Regions from separate parts of the Triticum aestivum genome. Here region 2 is linked to region 1. A link is a contact called in public Hi-C data. All regions are on one chromosome and are shown on one strand. Each heading gives the region's core, a stretch centred on a gene start, on an enhancer-like site or on the middle of the called end of the contact. The rest is flanking DNA. Distances are from core to core; before and after follow the strand shown. Region 1 holds the start of LOC123110453. Region 2 holds the start of LOC123110458.

Region 1 (7,854 bases), core at 2,427-4,926:
AACCTACTCGGAATAGAAGTTGCATGGCAGGCTAGCAAGAACTAACAAGAAAAGGCAGAAGACGGAACATAAAAGACACAATGCCAATGTTAACAGAAGCAAAAACAGGTGGGTCTAGTAAAAAAACTATATCTTGTCATCCAGAGATCTACAGTAAACACTACTTTATACCCATTCAACTAAACCCAGTCATAGAATCAACATTCTAAGCATATCTTACAGGTTTCATCTTGAATGCTATTTTCACTTGCAGTAAAGAAGCGCACAGCAAAAGGTAGAAGTTATAATTGCACACTATGAGATGACAGCATGCAGCAAATGAAAAGTGTTTTTTATACGACTTTTGTGTGAAAATACATTATTCAAAAATACAACTGTTATAAACATGGAAAAGTGTTTATATACGACTTTTGTGTGAAAATACATTATTCAAAAATACGACTGTTATAAACATGGAGAAGTGTTTTTTTTATAAATACATGTAAAATAAAGCACAAATTCAAATGAAAGTGATTGTTCTTACACATCGTATTTCTCTTGATTTGTCTTAAGTACTTCGTGGCCATATTGCACAGCCTGTTTATCGGCACGATATAGGAAATACTCGCGACCTTCATTTCCAAACCCTGGTATTCATAAAGTGCATACCAATTTTAACACAATAGGAACAATGTAATGACAAAAAAAAGTATTGATGTAATACGTCATCCCACAATCATGTTGGTCTGATTATTCCTTAAAAATGAGCAATAATTGTATTATCCATGTGATCATGACAAAAAATATATACAACCCATACGTTGATGTTGTAATTATTAACATTACATAACGCACTTACCAAGCTGAGAACCAGGAGCATTAGTAACAGCAATCATTCTTATGTGATCTGCAAGGAGGCGGTATGCCGTATCAACTCCATCTGTGTCAGCAGCACCAACTTCACCAGAGTAGTCCCGGATTCCTCGACCAGTACACTACATATATGCATATAAGTCATTATTACATGTCATTGACCATGGAAATCAATAATATTACACAGCCAGTTATCGTTTGCAACAAAAGGTAACTTGAAGTGGACATGGAAAACTTACACAGCTCATGCTGAAAAATATGTCATCGTAGACATCTAATTCATAGTGGCTTTCTTTATTTTGAAGAATGGCAGCTAAACTTTCAAGATTAATCCCTGTTAAGACATGCTTAGCTTGCAAAGGCTTCAAGACATGCTTAGCTTGCAAAGGCTTCAAGACGCCACCTGCTTGCATATTGAACTAAAAAATGAAGAAAGAAAATATAGGTGAGTATAAGCACAGAGATTGTGTAGCAATAGAAGAAGCTTCATTTATGCATGCAAAAGATCTTAATACAAGAATAGAAAGCCAACCTCAACAAAAACAAGACGGCTTATCTCAATAAATTTGCCATCCTTTATGTTGATTACGGAACCAACACCATCTTTGCTATCCGAACAATCGAAGAAAAATCCAATGCATGGCCCACAGGGACCAGTTTCACCAGTCATCCAAAAATCAGCCTATTCAAGCACTCAGTCAATAAATGTCCACAAAAATTCAAAGTAAAATTGATAAGACATTACAGGTACCTTAGACATGGCAGGCATGATTCTTTCTTCCGCTAGGTATTTCTGCAATGTATTTTTTGACTCATTGTCTGAACTCAAACCAAGGGACGTATCACCACTAAAGTATGAAGCATATATTCTGGACTGAGGTAACTTGTATTTCTGCATATTAAAGAACGAGCAATCAATAGGTAATAAGGTGGCCTTAAATAGAAGATCAGACAATTCTGGACACTATTTTTTCCATGTAGCTTACAGGAACAACTCGCGTGCACACACAGACACAAAGGAACTTTTAAGCATGTGTTAACACCGCTCCCTCAAATTGCAGAGATATAAATATCATCTTTTAAGCAGGCTTCCATCATATCAAATAAAGTAGACCCTGGCACTAACACTAAGTTTAAAATCTGTTACAATTGCTACCTCATAAACTATACCCAAAGCTTTTCACTATTAACACAACTCATGAAACAAGACTACACGGAAACAATAGGAGAGCAGAAACTGTACCTTGTTGAGAAGACTGAATAATAACCTGATGGCTTCCTCCTTAAAGTAGTCCCCAAAAGACCAACTTCCAAGGACTTCTGTGAATCTATGGTAAGTAGTGTCGTTTTTGAAGTGATCAATCACTTCATCGTCATCACCACCCACAGTAATGCATCTCAGCGAAAAGCAGGTGCGATGACTCCCTCTGCCATTAAGGGTCCCCTTGAACCGGTTCAAACATGTATGAATAAGAGGCACCTTGGTATCAACTACGGGGATAACCGGGGTTGATGACAACTGCACATGCTGATTTTCCACGAAATAGGAGAAAAACGTCTCACGAACATCCTCCACCGGCCAGGGCTGACTTATCGCCATCACCGGGCGAACCTCACTCTGGATGGCGTTGTCGGCGGCCGGCTCCTGCCTTCACTTAATTGCAATTCTCTCACTTCTTGATTCAGTCCCCCCCCCCCCCTAGCTTCGTGAATCTCGCTGCTCGGGCTTCTTGAAAAGATTTAGAACCTTTCTAGAGACCAACCTGAAACCAAAACAATAGAGGCAAATCTTAGTGATGTGTCAATAAGATACATAATTTCAGTGATCTGTCAGTTTGTTTGTTCAGTGAGATACATATATTTCTTCCTCGCAAACAATATTTCAGGTTAATATGCCAAGCAAATTTCAGTAGCAGCAGACCATACTTGAACGAATTTGTAAACTAGCTACCTTGCTAGACAACAAACAGGCAACTTAGAGCTGAAGCATCATATCAAACAAAGACACAGTCCAAGAAATAAAGCTTCTCATTAGTTACATTGTTATTTCAGCTTGAATGCATCACTGTAACTCTGCTGAATTTGGAAAGCCAATACAGCAGAATCACGTGTGTGGAGCAGCTGCAGCCTGCAGCTAAATAAACACCAAAAACTTTGCTAATCTCGATATCACTATAATATGAAACTCCAGTCCAGATGTAGTGTGTGGTGTGTGGAGATCCATCCTGAAACTGAAACTGAAACTTAAGGAAGGATCTTGATACGCAACAAGCAACTAACTCAGATGCTCTGTTCTAGAGCAGAAATTGTTTCAATACTAGAATGTAGAGGTGAATTCTGCAAGCCAAAAACGAATTGCATTGTGAGGATGGTAAGGGCGAACCTCACTCGGGATGGCGTTGGCGGCGGCCGGTTCCTGCCTTCACCCAGAGACTACTTGCGCTCCGCTTCAGCGTCTCCTCCTCTCCTGCCTGCGACTCCAGGTGTCGCCGATGGGGAAGGGGACGCTGCCTGCAATCCAATCGCAGAATCATATAAGAAGCAGAAAGAGAAGCGGAAGGAGAAGGAGATGACGCGAACGAGAAGATGGGGGAGCGGATCTGAAGGAGGGCCACCTGGATCTGCTCTCGGCGTTGGAGGAGGACACGCTGGAGCGGAGGCGTCGGCGACGACGGCGGCGGGCTGGCGGCGGCCGTCCGAGAGTGGATGTATTAGGGTTCGGAAAGGAGTCAATGGAAGAGGAGAAACCGGGGTAGGTCTGCCGGGGCGGGGCGGGGCGAAACGGGGATTTTGGGGCGGGTCGTGATATGGAGCGTGTACAGCTGGGTGAAAAGCGCCTGCGACCACCACGGGCTAGTGGGTGACCGGTGGGGCCAGCGGGGCGGTGCAAGTGGGGACGGGATGTCAGTGTGAGAGAAGCGGAGCCTTGCTGGGGAAAAGACGCAGGATGAAACCGGCGCGTGCGCGTGCGAATATACGGGGACGTGATGCAGGATCTTTCACTGGCGTGTGGGGCAGAGAAAGCTGAAAGGTTAGGTGGGTCCACGCGTCATTGGTCAAGGGTCGAGAGTAATGATGTGGGCAGTTGTTTCGTGGCACCGTGGCTGGCATGCGGCTACGCGCTCCACGTACAGTTTCCCACTGGGAGGAGCGGCTATTGGTAGCTAAGGGAGACGCTTGCAAAGACGCTAAGGGCCAGTTCTTTGGACTCGATTCTGAAGAATCGCTGCGTGGAAAATCACAATCGTAAAAGAACTCATTGCTTCTCCAGGAATCGTCTAGAATCACCCACAATCGGCAGTGTATTTCAGAATCGAGCAAACTTGACGATTCTGGCGATTCCCGCAAAGCAAAACGATTCAGTTTTAGCAAATACCCCTATTGGATGTAGAAATTACCCCCAATATGCCACTCGGGCCAGCCGACCGACAGAGAGGCCCAGCCGAAAGTACTCGTCGATTCCCCCCAGTCGCTCGTCCCCATCGCTCATCCCCATCCCCGTTCGACCTAGGGTTGGCGCCGCCAGCCGGATTCCCCGCCCCGAAATCGTCAGCTCCGTCGCCGGCGGTCCTCTACAGGGCATCCCCGTCCAGTCCACAGCCACCCCCGACCCCTCGGCGCCGGCAGCAGGAGGCGAACCGGCTTCCCCGCCCCGACCCAACCGCCCTGCAGCAGGAGGCCCCGGCGTCGACCGAGCCCACTTCACCGGTGTTGGTGAGCTCCTCTCTATCTCATCCTTTCTCCGCTTCTCTCTGTCATATCTCTGTTACATATTAGTTCAACTCTGTTTGCATGAATCAAAAAAATTATACGGCTACTTGTTTGCTTATGATGTTTTCGATTTGTATGGTTATTTGGTTAGTACGAAATTTGTATGATTGATTGCTACTGTTCGAACTCTGTTTATAGCAATGAAAAATTGCATGAATGATTGCTACTGTATGAATTTTGTAGTGGTATGAAATGACTGCTGCTTAGTAAAAAAATAGTTTACATTTAAACGTTCACATATTGATGTTGTAGATGGAGAAAGTGAAGTATCCAAAAGCAATTTGGGATAGTGCGGCTCATTTCATTTATATGGATGTGTGCGTAGAGGAGGTGCGAGCAAATAACCGGGCCCCTGGAGGCACCACTTTGTCCGATATAGGACAAGCTAATTTGCTTACTAAGTTCAATAAGCGCTTTGGGCGTGGCTATTCGCACTTGCAATTAAAAAACAGGTGGGATGCATGTAGAGGTGATTATGCCATATGGAAGACATTGGTTCAAAAAGCTTCTGGCATTGGAAGAGATCCTTATACGAAGACCATTGCTGCTACAAATGAGTGGTGGGCATTGGAGTTGAAGGTACCTTTGTTGTTTGTCATTTTATTAAACTGGGAGTCATGTTGGATTTTTCATTTCATTTAACATGAATGTGTGCTATTTCATTGCAGGCACGTCCGCAGGCTAGCAAGTTTCGGTATGCTGCACTTGCGGAGGAGGATAAAATGGAGGAGTTGTTTGATGCTTGTTGTGTCACAAATGAGCATGCGAGGGTGCCAATGCCAACATATCAAGGTTCTACGTCTCGAATCACTTTGGATGATGAGTCTGGTTGTGAAGGTGATGAAACGCAGGTTACACCTCGTCCTAATCGTGCTAAGGGTGGGAAGAAGAGGGCATGTCCTTATTCGCTAAGTCCTAAGATGAATGAAAAGTGGGCAAGTGAGCATGCAAAAAATGAGGCATTTGTGCGTATGGTGGACCTGTTTGATTCAAGGAACAAGAGAGATGCAACTCAAGTTTTAGCAAGAGAGGAGATTCACGAAATGATGGCCATGGTAGAGGCGGATGGTGGTGCACCTGGGAGTGATGTTAATTTCTATGCTTCACAACTATTTAGGGATCAGACAAATCGTGATGTTTTCTCTACCTTCAAGGGTCACGAGCCTAGTGCGAGGCTTCTATGGATAAACAAAACATGGGAGTTCAACAATAAGTAGAACCTCTATGTTTCAAATGCTTTCAACTTGTATCGTAGTTAACTATTTTATTTTGTTGAACCATTGTATTTGCTTTGAACTTGTACCGACTTGAATTATGTTGTTTGCCTTCTTATGAACTACTCTTTTGCTACTACACCTTGTTATGAACTACTCTTTTCCTACTGCACCTTGTTATGAGCTACTCTTTTCCTACTGTACCGAATTATGGTAACCTCCTATGTGTGTATGTGGCTGTGGCAGATGGATAAAAAAAAGCAAGAAGATGAGGAATTTGAGGCTGGAATGCTTGCATTTGCTTTGGAAATGGCGTCGTCAAGCAAATCATTGTCGTATGCGTCAAGAAGATTACCACTTGTTACAGGCCTCCAATGGGTGGAAGAGAAGGAGAAGGATCCAAAAGCTTTCTATGCTATGTTCAGAATGAGGAGGTCAGTGTTTTACCCATTACATGATCTGTTGGTTGAGAAGTATGGGCTTAAGTCAACTTGCAACATATCATCCAAAGAAGCGCTGGCACTTTTTCTATGGACTTTGGGAACAACGCAGACCACTGACAATGTTGCAGATCGGTTTGCACATAGTCGTTCTGTCACTAACAAAAAATTTCATGAGGTTTTGGAGTGTGTGGACCACATGGCCGGTGACTACATTAGACCAATGGATCCATCCTTCTCTGAACCTCATCCCATACTTAGAAAAACAAGGTTCTGGCCTCATTTCAAAAATGCTATCGGAGCCATAGATGGAACACATATTAAAGTGGTTGTGCCTAAGGAATTGGAGCCCCAACACAGGAACAGAAAAGGGTACACAGTGAAAATGTCATGGCAGTGTGTCATTTTGATATGAGGTTCACTTTTGTTGTTCCTGGATGGCCCGGATCTGTTCATGACACACGTGTATGGAGCGATGCTATAGTTCGTTATGAGCATTTCCCACAACCACCAACATGTAATCTCTTATATGTACACATGTTATTATGGTGATGCTACTGTACCTTCTTGTTAACCTCCTATGTCTTATTGTAGATAAATACTACCTTGTCGACTCTGGATATCCAAACAGAGTTGGATATCTAGCATCATACAAAGGACAATGGTATCATGTACCCGATTTCCAACAACACCCTCCCATGGGGAGGTATGAGACATTCAACCATCGTCATTCTTCTTTGCGAAATGTTGTCGAAAGAACGTTTGGTGTTCTCAAGATGAAATGGCATATTCTCCAAGGCATACCACGGTACAAACCGGAGACCCAAAAGATGATCATCACTGCGTGCATGTGTCTTCACAACTACATTCGTGATAGCAAATTACATGATGAGCATTTTGACAAGTTTGACAATGATGCGTACGTGCAACCTGCACAACCGTTTACAGGTGCCAACGCTTTACCACCTGAAGATGATGGTACCATGAATGCTACACATGAGGCTATTGCTGCCAGTCTTGTACCTTGAGAGCGTCCATCTATTTGTAGTTTGCAATTCGCTTTTAACTTGTAATATTTAGCACTATATAATATTTCCAACTTTGGTCCTAAATTGTAATACTAAGCAATTTATGATTTTGCAACTTGCTCTATATTGTAATATTATATGCTTCATGAGATTTGCAACTCGTTTTCGTGTTCAAAATAACCAAGTGTTGCATATATATCACACACGTCGGTCTAGGGGCGTTACAGACATTTCAGCACACAACTCATACAACAATCACAGGTTAGAATCACAGAAAAGAACTGGGCAGACAATTCTGTGGGCAGATGATTCTCTGGGCAGTTTCCCAGAATCACGATTCTGGAGAATCATGAGGCTAAAAGAACTGGCCCTAAGAGCGGCAAATTTTCGTGTGTTTTGACCCTTTCTGAAACCTATTCGAGATCTGAGCCTAGATTAAAAAAAATCGAGATCTGACTCTTTTACTACTGCCAGAGTCCATGGCGGTAGGGTTTAACAGCCTACCGCCAGGGACTTTGGCGGTGCCTGCACAAACCTACCGTCAAGGTG
Region 2 (7,854 bases), core at 1,777-4,276, 600 kb before region 1:
TCCAGAAGAATATCCTGCCTCCATTCCCACTCAGGTCCATAGTCCTCTTCTTTTCGGGACTGTTACATGGAATACAAATGCCAATTTATTTGCTGGTGGTAATTGCATTTTCCATGCATTTTAAGCGTTCTTCACTCAGGTGCTTGCTAATTTGTGAATAAATGCATCTATGTTCACACAGTCTGATTTTAGATTACACTGAAATTATAAAACAATGAATAGCTCATTATGTTATATTGGAATATAAAGTAGAAAGGAAACCGGGGAATGGGTAATCATATATTGGTCTGTCTCAAAAGAGGGGAATTGCTTGGTCAGCAAATATATCTATCTGCACATTCTACATAGTATAGATACTACAGATACGTGTTCGATGGAAGATGGTTTCAGGGTCTTATTATGACAGCAAAAAAAGTAAACAAACTGATTGTTTGTATATTCAGGGTAGAATTAAGCTCACAAAATAACATTATGCCAAATGATAAGCATGTATGAGGAAAACTAAATGTTCAATAAAGATTTATCTAGGACATATGGTGTAGTGACTTTTCCTGGAAGAACATATTTCGCAACAATTTGAATAAACCCAAATGCAGGCCGCAAAATTTGTTCATCGAGGGGTTATCAAGATTCACAATATAGCTAAGATAATCTGTGCATCACTGATTTATGACGATAAGAAATATGTCCGGCCCTATAGAAACACCATTCATCTTAGTAACCTTAATTATCATAGCAGACACATTTGGTTGAGAGCATAAAAATTATAAACCATAAACCAGTCATACTAACACCAAAACCATGATGAACTTTAAAGAAGATCAGTTTTTCCATTCGGAAGAAAAGGCATCAAAGAGGAAAATGGGGAAGAACTCACGTGAGCAAAGTCAACAGAATAATGCGTAGATCCTGCTTATGCTCAGCGCAATCAAGGTTACAGAATTGTTGACAAAATCCCAAACTGAAGAAACGGCAGCGTTCCAGCAAGATCCTCTTCCATGGCAGTCATGTGCAAACACGTGTTGAACTGCTCCGTTGCACTGCGCTCGGTCACGCCGGTGAACTCCAGGCCAATTATTCCAGTGTCACATCACATGATATATCCATGCAAGACTCTTCTGACCGTGGTAAGTGTGAGCTGCATTCGTACAGAAGTATCCATATATACATGTGCATAATCCAGTGCTAGGAATATGTCTGCCCTTACAGAAACACCATTCATCTTAGCAAGCATCTCACTCCTAATTAAATAAGCTATACGGCTAGAGTAACCATCTACTTGCAATTTCCAAGCCACTCTTCATAAATACTATACCCCATGGTATATGGCCATGTCAAAAAGTGAAATCAGATGAAACTCAACAATCATATGGTACATGTCCATGTCAAAAAGTGATACCAGATAAAACTCACCTACATACGAAAAAATAAGCATCAAAATATAAGAAAAATGAAGTACCAGTGACAATGAGAATAGGGACTTATCCATACCACCATCTTTGTCAATAAGAACTTTTCTTTCCCTAAACTTCCTGAACCTTTAGCTTGTGTGGCTGCGATATTCTTGAAATGCCAAATTGTATGAGAACAATCACGATTATTTATGTAAAAAGGAGATATCTGTATATTCTGATCTGGAAGTGTTATATATGATAATAGTGTAACAAATACGCATGTACATGTACACCTAGTAAGTTTACGGTTTACAGGACACACATCGACCAAATATACAGCAAAAGTTCACTTCTGAATTTAGGCAAGCAACATATAAAGAACTCATATTAAGATACAACCAACAATGTGTGCACATACAAGAAACATATGCATGTCAATTCCAGATATTTGAATGAACCTAAGTAAAATATTACATGACCTTTGAATTTATACTATACAATGCTTAGGCTGTAGCATTACCTGTTCCATTTCTGTCAAAAGAACAACCTGAACTCGGCCTGCAGCTTTACACCAAAAATAAGACCAATAACTTGTAGGCATCACACAATGAACTTCGTAGCTACAGCAGGAGGTTTGTGACCAAATTATGCACTTAAATGAGCAGAAGCACACACAAAAATTAATTTGTGGTCAATATTCAACCTGGTAGCAGATATATCATCAAAATTCTCAGGTATATCATTACAGTACTTAATCCCCATCGACAATATATCAATTAGATTTATATCTTCGAACCTGCAACAAATCTAGAAATTAAAGAACGTTGTTCAAGAAGATTTATATAAGACATGAAGAATGTAATATTCTAACTATAAATACTCTCTTGCACACCAAATAAGATAGCCTTATGCAGAACATATGAACGTGATAGTAGTGTTCAAGAGAGAGGGAGAGATCACTTTGTTCAAACTTTTCATCAAGATTCACCCTCTTCTCTTTTTCCTCAGGTCTGCATATGTGTGTTTAAAAAACCATAAATCAAGGAGGCTGCATATTGGCAACCTAGATTGGGGACAGGTACCATGGCCAGCACCGTCTGGAACTCCAGCCTCGCTGTTACTTCCCTCACTGCCATTCTCCTCATCCTCCACACCCACCAAGAAGATCATGCCGCCCTGCTCGCCTAGATCCAGAAGCACGGCGCGCGGCAGCAGCAGATAGAAGATCAGTCGCATGGGTGAGAAAGAACAGAGATTGCGCCAAAGCCAAGCCGTCCACGGCAGCAGCACCGGCGCAAGAACGGCAGCGACGCGGGCGCAACAGGCGGCAAGTTCTCAACAAAGAAGAGCACAACCGCCCAAGAGGAGGCGGATCTGCCACTCCTCTTCGCCTACCCCATCCATCGGTCTGGCCGTGTTGCCGGGTGCGCGGAGGCAGGGGAGGAGGAGAGGCAGGGATGGAGAGGGTGGTGGCAGGGGAGGAGGACGTGGCGGCGGCGGAGGAGACGAGGCGACCGAGAGGGAGGAGGGAAGCGGAGGCGGCGGCCAGAGAAGAGGAACGGGGAGAGAAGAGATAGGACATATTTTCACTGGAGAGGGAGGGGCCGCCCAATCCCGTGCTCGCTATAGTCCACCCCAATCCTGCGCTCGATGCTGTTCACCCCTTTTCTCACCCGAGACACGCGCAGACACACTACAACGGTGGACCCACGGGTAAATAAGGCCCACCCGTCATCCACTGAAGCACAAAACAATAACAAGGAGAGAAAGGAACGCTTGGATTTTTGACAGCGAGGTTGATCGTGTGAACGAAAATTACGGAGCGACGCAAGTGACGTGGCTGGTGCCGCTAGGTAGGCGCACTAGCTCATCCTTTATATGTTCAATGTGGATGCCAGAAGTGAAATATGAGGGTTCGTCTGGATGCGTCCGCGGGCGTCTCCGGCCATCCGCGAACGTATAGGGACCGGATTTATCAAAGTCCGGCTATAGAGGGCGTTGACATGTGTCCCTTTCAGTGCATTTTTCAAACTCAGTCGGAGCTGCGTATAATCGAAGGAAGATGACAGCCAGTACGTAGCTCGATTTGAGAGAGATTTCATGCTGATCATCTGTGTTCGATCTGAGTACCATGCCAATCCCTTGCGGGGCAGCAGGCGCACTATATGTGAGTCGGTGGACACACCACGGGAGCTTGCCGCACAGCGGAGAAGCCGGAAGGAGGACGTTCGACCGCCCAGCAAAACAGTAGTCGCCCGAGAGATCGCAAGGGACAGAAACGTCTCGTGCGACTCAGTTGGGCAAAAAGAGGTTAAATGCAGGTTAACTAAATGTACCCTGCTCAACTGTTCTTGTGCATTTCAGACGGAAAAGAAAACAGTTGTTGTGGGACAAGTAGTCATTTCTCTTGGTTTAATTTCACTTAGCTCGCTTTACATAGCCAGTGCATCAGACGGTTTATTACCGGCCGATATCGACAAGAGAGGCCTCACAATCAAGCAGTACATAAATAAATACTATATACGTGATGCGCATCCTATACAGCAATACTATGCACACTTTTACTGTACAACACACCACGCCTTTCCTCGGGCCGTCGTCAGTCCGACCCGCCCCCGCCGCAGCACAGCTCCGTGCAGCACTCGAAGCAGCCGAGGAAGGAGAGGGCGGCGCAGGCCTGCACCAGGACGACGGCGCACCGGTCGTTCATCTTGCTGCAGCAGTTGATGAAGCACATGCAGCAGCAGCAGTCCGTCACGCGGGCGCAGCAGCCGCCCACCGCCTTCCCGAACATCTCGAATTTATCCGGCGCCCTCGTGTCCCCGAACCCCGAGGTTAGGTTCTCTGTCGTCGCCGTCACGCTGCCGAAGCCAAGTGTCAGGCCCTGCAGCAGCGTCGCTGAAGGCTCCTCTGGTTTCTTTGGTTTCCGTTTTCCCTGCATAAGTGCAGCAGTAAGCTTGATCACATATTCTCTGAACTTTCTTTGAAGACACTAGAGCGTAGTATACTATGAATCAACACGTATCGTCTGAAGAATTATGTTAATAGGCAATGCAGCATACTGAGTTCTAAGCGAGACCTGCTCCGTTTGTTTTCTAGATGGAACTTAATCTTTGATTATTCTGAGTTGGCAATATCAACCGAGACATGATAAAGAAGGATGAATCTGTTGGGACAATATGATTACCTGTTGTGCTGGATCTATTTTTTCCATGATGGTTTGAAGTAGGACCGTCCGTGTGTACTCCGAAGGAATGCCATTTTGTATGCTCATTTTCGCCACCTGTTTGTTCAAATAATGTGAGCGCTGGAGCAGATTTTAGAAACAATGTTATTCGTTAAGGTGAATATTCCAACTTTAAGCTTCCAGGCACATCACAAAAGAATAAAAGATAATTTCAAGCAAGGATATATTAAACTTTGATTGCAGTAAAAAGAACGAAATGACTTCCACAGAGAAAAGAAAGCTTGATGTCCTAGAATATGCAAAAGTATGCCGCGCCTTACATAAAGGAACTGGCCAACATGTACAGGGACATAGTAGTCATGAATTTAATGCACATTCGCGTAGCGATTAAGGAGTTATCAATACAAGAAATTAGAGGCATAGCGATTAGCAACATGAAGACATGGTATGAATGCCCTCTTATAGGATGACCAACGCCTGATGCATAAAAACCGAATAGATTAGAGCATCTCTAGCCCTTTCTAAAAGCCCTTTAGCCCCCTGAAAAAACCATTTAGGAAGTTAGCCCCAGCAAGTCCTTCCCCTAAAAACTTAATCCCTCAAAATTATCACTGCTTTGAGTTCATCTTGCTTCCCTACATGCTCCCAGTTCACCCACTTCTCACTTCAAAACACCTTCCTGAAGAAGCTTTTAACCCCAAACCAACCTCCACCCCCACCTGCTCAAATTTAGGCAGAAAACTCCTAATCTCAGTAAATTCTCTTCGATTTCTCGTCTTCCCTGCCGACCTCTGGCGAGACTCCGGCGACAATTTTTAGGGGAAGGGATATAGATGCACTTACAACTTGCAGTGCCCAACTAGCACTAGGGCTCTGCTTCAGACTCTGACACAACTGACTCACATATCCCTATTTCTTTAATCCAGCTACATTGTTGTAGTAACCAAACTGGACTCTAATTGTGCTAATAACACCACAACACTACCAAGTACGTGATAACCATGTCTTGTGTTTAGTGATCCTCTCACATTTTGCTATAATTTATTCTCTAATCTTGACATCGAGTTCAGTGGAGTGGAGTGCCCTTAAAGTAACCACTTGAACATTGTCATATCAGGTTAATACCTAACACTAACAGGCAGAGCTTAATTTAAGAATGTGAAGTCAGAATCAGATGTGATGAGAGGTATTAGCCCAGAATATACGTTACCATTTGCTCCAGTTGCTTGTTTTCAGAAAGCCATGCTTTTGCTGTTAGAAGGTCCATCTGTTGCTTTGCCAACACCTGAAATTGGAAAATAAAATGGATTATAAAATCTTGAGTAACCTTTCACATAATATTTCCCAGTTACTACCCTCAACAACAATTCCACAAGCTTACTATTTAACGCACACTTAGAGCACATCTTGAGCTCAACGGCTCTGTAATCTTGTTAGGACAACAATAGTTCTAAATTCTTATATGCAACAAACATTTTCAAGTCAGACAAGCCGAGCCAAGGCACCACCCAACTGGCTAAGCGACTACCTAACCACCAGTCAGTGCTACAAGGATTACGAGTCGACGAGTCAAGCCGTGTCTCCAGGATACCAACACTGGCAACACATGGACTAGTCGCAGTACTAGATAGTCGTAACTAGTCACAGCTAGTCGAGGTATTCAGTTGGCAGGCAAGTGCTGACTTAGGCTAGTCGAGCCACTGTTATTGCCTAATAGTCAGGGAGTTCAGGCCAGCAGGAGGTTTCAAGTCACATAGTGTTGCCTAGGACTACTTTTAGTCGGACATATATTTTGGAGTTCCTAACTGACAACTCGACTACTAGTCGGAGGTTCAAAGCTACTCCCTCCGTTCCAAAATAGATGACTCAACTTTGTACGGAGGGAGTAGCTGGTAAACAAGCCGGCGAGTCACTTTGACTTCATCAGCTAGCCGGGTCGTTTGGCAAAACCGGCTAGGTGAATAATAGAGGACCAGTCGTCGATTTAAAAACAATGCTAATATCTATTCCCTCCGCCCCAAAATATAAGATCATTTTTTACACTATAGTGTCAAAAATGATCTTATATTTTGGGCGGAGGGAGTAGTTTTTGTCGTCCTCTATCTGTGTCTGGTCACTGCGACGATAAACAATGGTCTCGGTGCACAAAGTGAAGCTATAGGTGACATATTTTATTTAATTGATTGATTTCCATGCCATTCACTCCATGGACAGTAAATCCTTTCAAAAAATCCATGGACGGTAAATACTTCCAGAGATGTTCCAGACAAATTTTACCATTTTGGTAAGCTATAGGTGACATATTTTATTGAATTGATTGCCATGCCATTCACTCCATGGACAGTAAATACTTCCAGAGCTGATCCAGACAAATTTTACCATTTGGTAAGATGACGTGATATCTGGTTAGTAACTACCGGAGTTTCTCGTTCGTAAAAAGAACTACCGAAGTCCCTTTTGATGACTAGCGAAAGTTGAATTGTTACATTACCCCCCCCCCCCCCCCAAAAAAAAAAATCATCCACAATCAAAATTAGGTCAATGAGGAAGTTGGAAGTTCCATAAGTAACTGAAGAGTGCCTTTGAATGGAATTAGAATAAAGTGTGAAAAACTTACTTTGTCAAGAGGTATATCCTTTATATTGTGGACCTTCAATTCAATCGATATCTTACTCATGTCAGACAAATAGCCCTCGGCATAAAGAGTCTCCGGCAGTTCACCTCGGAATCTTCCAGATACAAATAATGGATATTTTGCTGAAATGTCAGGAATATATTCACAATCCACCTGAATGGGAAAAAGGTGCAATTGTAAGAGACATGGATAATCCAGCTGTTATATGAAGAAAGAAAGTTAGATGGTCTTAAGTACCAAATACCAACTATCCACACCTTTATATCAGAAGAAAATGAGCAAATGCAGGAGGGCATTTATTTCATAAAATTAAAGATGCAACATGCTGTTGAGTGCTCCCAAAATGAGCAGTCAACTGAATACCCCAAAACACGGAACTTACTAAAGTGTTTTACTAATAGTACATGGATATGTCACCACAAAATTAATAGTAAATGAGTGTCATATGTTGCTTTTTCGTGACATGGCTAAAAGGTGACAGCCTGACAGGTTTGCTGGGATAGAACTCACTTCAAATTCTTGGGTATGCTTTGTGACATCAATCGAAATGTCTGCCACGATTGTGGATGAAGCTTTCTGGAACCATTGAAGCATTCGGCACTCAATTGATCCTGGTGTCAAAAATCAGAATGAAAAAC

What was found. A called contact is a pair of places that touch in the nucleus more often than the background predicts.
Region 2: a Hi-C map of leaf shows a contact between it and region 1, with 4 times the contacts expected there. The contact joins the promoter of LOC123110458 here to the promoter of LOC123110453 in region 1. A contact is called at or near these places in 3 of 5 Hi-C or Micro-C datasets (all in leaf).

The regions. Positions count from the first base shown.
Region 1 is chr5B:69,837,416-69,845,269 of IWGSC CS RefSeq v2.1, reverse strand. LOC123110453 reads right to left here and starts at 3,676. Exons shown (of 32, transcript XM_044530972.1): 1 at 3,468-3,676; 2 at 3,236-3,363; 3 at 2,096-2,615; 4 at 1,604-1,744; 5 at 1,385-1,534; 6 at 1,092-1,271; 7 at 839-974; 8 at 524-626. The coding sequence starts at 2,452. It overlaps LOC123115704, which reads left to right and starts at 4,342. Exons shown (of 3, transcript XM_044536810.1): 1 at 4,342-4,566; 2 at 4,876-5,202; 3 at 5,292-5,963. The coding sequence starts at 4,876. The coding sequence ends at 5,840.
Region 2 is chr5B:70,432,484-70,440,337 of IWGSC CS RefSeq v2.1, reverse strand. It overlaps LOC123110458, which reads right to left and starts at 3,026. Exons shown (of 5, transcript XM_044530982.1): 1 at 2,458-3,026; 2 at 2,098-2,190; 3 at 1,915-2,014; 4 at 878-1,553; 5 at 1-59. The coding sequence starts at 2,630. The coding sequence ends at 1,524. LOC123110457 reads right to left here. Exons shown (of 13, transcript XM_044530978.1): 9 at 7,727-7,827; 10 at 7,199-7,369; 11 at 5,792-5,866; 12 at 4,582-4,677; 13 at 3,706-4,329. The coding sequence ends at 3,994.